Regions from separate parts of the Danio rerio genome. Here region 2 is linked to region 1. Evidence: chromatin contacts called from public Hi-C data. All regions are on one chromosome and are shown on one strand. Each heading gives the region's core, a stretch centred on a gene start, on an enhancer-like site or on the middle of the called end of the contact. The rest is flanking DNA. Distances are from core to core; before and after follow the strand shown. Region 1 has its middle 140 kb from the start of ntmt1. Region 2 holds the start of ier5l (immediate early response 5-like).

Region 1 (2,651 bases), core at 41-2,540:
TGGACAGTGGAATATAAATTTTAGCTCATATTGCCCAGCTAATTTTACAAGTTGCTCTTTTAGTAATTCGCAATATTTTTTAAATTCATATATTTCTAAAAATTTAGGAACATGATACATTTTGCCATTGAAAACAATATCCTCTAGTGTGACACAACATGCTATTTTTCATCACCAATTCCACTGAAAACATACTTAGATGAGGGACCCCATTGAAGATCATGTGACTGAAGCCTATGAAGTCCATGATGTGCACCTGTTAAGTTTCATTCATTCTTTTAATTTCTTTTCACCTTAGTTACTTTATTAATCAGGGGTTGCCACAGCGGAATGAACCGCCAACTTATCCAGCATATGTTTTTCGAAGCTGATGCCCTAACAACCGCAACCATCACTCGGAAACATCCTTACACTTTCATTTACACACATGCACTACAGACAATTTTAGCATACCAAAATTCACCTATATCGCATGTCTTTGGACTTGTTGGGGAAACCAGAGCAACTGGAGGAAACCCACGCCAACGCAGGAAGAACATGAAAACTCCACACAGAAATGCCAACTAACCCAGCCAGGGCTCAAACTAGCGACCTTCTTGCTGTGAGGCGATCGTTTTACCCATTGCGCCACCGTAACGCCCCCTGTTAAGTTTTCGTCTCTGAATTTTATCAACTTTTTTGAAACCACTCCAAGATAAAGTTTTGTTGTCCTTTGGTTTATCACCCCTATTTACTGAAAAAGTAAAAGTCATGGAGAAAAAAAGATTCATAATTTCATATCAAATAAATAGCACTATATGAAGATACGTGTTCAACAACAAGGATAAATCGCTCTTGTGATATTTTTATATTATTAAGTTGTTTGTTTGTCTGTTTGTTTGTTTTTTGTTGTTGTTGTTGTTGTTGTTGTTTTTGCTGTCACACCATTGGACATATTTACAATATGTAAAAGAGTTGATCGTTAATAAACCCATTATATTTTCTCAAGCATCATACATCTTAAATAAATATATATTTTTAAAAACTCTTCAACAACAGTATTTTTACTGTGCATTTGTCAAATACAGATACGTATGTACATCTTATATTTTAACCACTTATTGTTGAAAGCAACCTTTAAAATGGTCAATCCTGAAAATGTAGTGTAACTGAAAAGAAAGGAAATTATACTGGTCCTCCACCCTTGCATATTCCCTGTGTAACTACTGCCTACCCTCTTGCCTGTGTGTGTGTGTGCGTTTTGTCTGGTTTCGGTAGCCTGTGCGTGCACACCCTCCAGTGACAGATGGCGTCAAAGGATCATGGCTCTCATTGTCCTCTGATGGCTATTTGTGTGCATGGAGGACAGCCGTTACTGAGGGGAGAGACTGAAGCAGCTCCGCACAGCACTGAGGCCCCCTAGACTGCGGAGGAATCAGAGCTGCTGCTGTATTCACTGAAACACCTGAGAGCAGGGCTGATCAGCAACCCACCCCCTCTACTTTAATTAACCAGTACACCAGCAACACGGCTGGCCATTCACATCACATCTCATCTGTATTTTAGCGATGAGAACCGTTTTCCTGGCAAGCACAAACCACTGTGTTATACAATAGGCAATTCTCTTTTTTATTTAATACAGGAATGTATAGGAAATAATTATAAAATTTAAACAGACTGAACAAAGGAGAATAAAACAATGTTTTTATCGCCTCCGTTTTGCTCTCTCGCCAATGCCAGTTTTAACAGGTATCAGAGGTCATTTTAGATCCTGTCCATATGAATAACACTAAAATAAAGCGACAGTTGGTGAGATATTTAATATTAAGTATCAAAATTTATTTAAATGGCTGCATGGTGGCACAGTGGGTAGCACGTTCGCCTCACAGCAAGAAGGTTGCTGGTTCGAGCCCCGCTGGGTCAGTTGGCATTTCTATGTAGAGTTTGCATGTTCTCCCTGCGTTTGCGTGGGTTTCCTCAGAGTTCTCCGGTTTCCCCCACAATCCAAATACATGTGGTACAGGTGAATTGGGTAAGCTAAATAGTCCATAGTCTATGTGTGTGAATGAGTGTGTGTGGATGTTTCCCAGTGACAGGTTGCAGTTGGAAGGGCATCCGCTGCATAAAACATATGCTAGATGCAAGAACATATTTGATTCAAAGCATCGTTACTTCAAGTTTCAGTGTCACAAAATGCTTTAGAAATCCAATTAATTTGCTAATTTGGTGGTCAAGTAACATTTATAATAATAATATTTATTATTAGTGCTATTATTATTATTATTATTATCATCATCATCATCATCAACAACATTATTATCAATGTTGAAAAAAATGCTTAATATATTTATTAAAAACATGATACTTTTTTCAGGATTTGGTGATAAACAGAAAATGTATAAGAATTAGGACTGCCATGAATCATTGCTGATAAATCGTCAACATCAATATTTTTAACTGACTTATCATTTTATATTATTGTACCTTGCCTTTGTTACAATGTTGTTATTAATGCTTCGACACAAATACCAAAATATGATATGATACATGAACACCTGAAGAGGAAACATACTGGGATACTGAGGCTATTATGGATGATGGCACACCAGAGAATCCAAAACAACTGTAGGTGTCTTTGTCTGGTAAATTAGCTCAGCCTTTGTAGGCAGAAT
Region 2 (2,651 bases), core at 74-2,573, 150 kb after region 1:
AACTTATCCAGCACGTTTTTACGCAGCGGATGCCCTTCCAGCCGCAACCCATTTCTGGGAAACATCCACACACACTTATTCACTATGGACAATTTAGCCTACCCAACTCACCTGTATCGCATGTCTTTGGACTGTGGGGGAAACCGGAGCACCCAGAGGAAACCCACGCGAATGAAGGGAGAACATGCAAACTCCACATAGAAACGCCAACTCAAATAGCCGAGGCTCGAACCAGCGACCTTCTTGCTGTGAGGCGACAGCACTACCTACTGTGGCACTGCGTTACTCTATATTATATTATAATATTTTATGTTATGTTATGTTATTTTACATTATATTATATTATATTACAATATATTATATATTTTTACATCGTATTATATTATAATATTTTATTTTATATCATATTATTTTACATTATATTATATTATAATATTTTATATTATATTATGTTATATTATTTTACATTATATTATTTTACATTATATTATATTATTATAAATTATATTATAATATTTTATTTTTCATTATAGTATTATACAGTATATTATATTATAATTTTTATATATTATAATATATCATTTTACATTATATTATTTTACGTTACATTATATTAAATTATTTTTCACATAATTAACACTTTTTATCATTGCTTTAGCTTGAAATATACGAATGCATAGAACTGAAACTTAAAATAAGACAAAAGTATATGTAATGCACGCATAATAACGTTAATAGTTATTATTTATCACGAAGATTGAATAATTCAACACTTTAATGTTTTTTTCTCCTTTTTTTCACTGACCTGTAATTAAAGTTACATACTAATTCGTTTACATGGTTTGCATTCAAGTATGCGCGCGTATAATTTAGAGTATAATCTTGAAAAGTTATTTTTTCTCATCTAATAATTTATTATTTTTAATAATTTAATCAAGTTTTTTTATTATTATTTCAGCCCGTGCATGTGAAACATGCAGTGCTTTGTTGTTTTTAAATGTAGTTTTCAGTAAGTTTGTAAACTTGTGTGACATCCTTCAAGTTGTCTCTCCGGCACACATGACAAGAGCGCGCACTCCGATGTACAATGCGCCTCATGAGAACATTCCAGTTTGGTAAAGTCAGTTTGGAATTTGAATAGCACAGAAGAACCGCCTCTCTGTGATTGGACAAGATCAAAACCTCTGAGAGGAATCCGCTTGTCACTCAACGGCATTCTGGGCCTCTGATTGGCCGCTGGCGAAGTGGGCGTAAAGTTCTCCGCCATATATATACTATGGCAGCAAGCGCAGGCTAATGATTGCCTACGCTCACACGTTGAGGCAGAAACGACCGCGTTCAATGTTTCTCCACAGAGCTGACTTAAGCCTTCGTCCCCGAACGAAATATCGTGATTCTGACTAAAAGAAAGTTAGTTTCCTTCGTCGGAGAGGTGGGAAAGCATCAGCAGCCCGACCATGATCAACACCATGGAGTGTGCAGTGGATGCACAAAGTCTGATTTCGATATCTTTACGGAAAATCCACAACTCCCGTACGCAGAGAGGAGGAATCAAGCTGCACAAAAACCTGCTGGTCTCCTATGTGCTGAGGAACGCCAGGCAGGTCTACATGAACGAGAAGTACGCGGAGATCTACAGGATGCAGCAGTACGAGGAGGTGATGACGGTCTGCAACGAGATCCAGGAGCTGAACCCGCTGGATCTGGCGGAGGACTGTGAGGATCAGACGGCGGACTGCTGCGGCAGCGCGAGCGAGTCAGCGAGCCTCTGCGGCGCGCTCCTGCCCGCCGTCGGTCACCAGACTTCACCGGCGGCGCAGCACATACAGCCGGCCAGCGCCTGCTCGGTGCCCCTGGCTCTCCAAAGCGAGGAGGTGTGCAAAGCGGCGCCGGAGCCCTCGTTCTACCGCAGCTGCTGCGCGGAAGCCTACCCCGTGTCCAACTGTGACTTTTCGCCGGTAAACAACATGCACTGCAACAAAACTACAGTGCTCGACTTGGACACGCATGTCGTTACCACAGTAGAGAACGGGTATTTGCACCAGGACTGCTGCGCTTCGCTCCAACAGTGCTGCCAGGGCGCACAGAGCCCGGCCAAGAAACGCAAGCTTGACTTTGGTTACTACGTGTCCGAGATCGAGGAGGCACCGGATTTTACGCCGTGCAAAAGAGCGAAATTCGAGGACTCCTCATACGCGATCACGGAGCCCTTAGACACGTCGAACATTTCCAACCTCATCTCGATCTTCGGCTCGGGGTTTTCGGGACTGGTGAGCAGACAAGCGGACTTGGAGCAAGCCTTAAACGGACAGTTCTGTAGCAAACAAGCCCTGGCGAGTTTAGGGGCTTGGACGCGAGCTATTGTAGCCTTTTGACTCTGTGGTTAATGCGAATTCAGATACTTTATGAAATTGTACAAAGTCTAAGACAAATTGACTTTTATTTTTGCAGCAAAGTTATTTAAGCCTTTCTGTTTTTATTTTTGGTTTGTTTTTGGTTTCGTTTCAGTGGGGGAGGCGGACAGTGGTTGTAGCCTACCACTTGTGATGTATCCTTTAAAACAAATGTCGATATTACAAACAAACGAAGTTGAATTTCGTTGCCTTAAACCCAACGCAGACTGCTAGCTATATGGCCACAAACATGGGAAG

The links. Hi-C and Micro-C count contacts between places; a contact is called where the count stands out from the background.
Region 2: a Hi-C map of embryo shows a contact between it and region 1, with 2.8 times the contacts expected there. The contact joins the promoter of ier5l here to the enhancer-like site in region 1. A contact is called at or near these places in 2 of 18 Hi-C or Micro-C datasets (both in embryo) and 2 of 4 datasets of contacts at active chromatin or transcription factors (caudal fin and embryo).

The regions. Positions count from the first base shown.
Region 1 is chr5:33,265,016-33,267,666 of GRCz12tu, forward strand. No RefSeq gene overlaps it. Among named protein-coding and RNA genes, the nearest start is that of ntmt1, 140 kb to the left of the region's middle. Within about 2 kb of position 1,291, at least 11 of the 62 cell types and tissues checked have an H3K27ac peak or open chromatin away from gene starts, as enhancers often do.
Region 2 is chr5:33,410,288-33,412,938 of GRCz12tu, forward strand. ier5l (immediate early response 5-like) reads left to right here and starts at 1,324. Exons shown (of 1, transcript NM_199754.1): 1 at 1,324-2,651. The coding sequence starts at 1,458. The coding sequence ends at 2,375.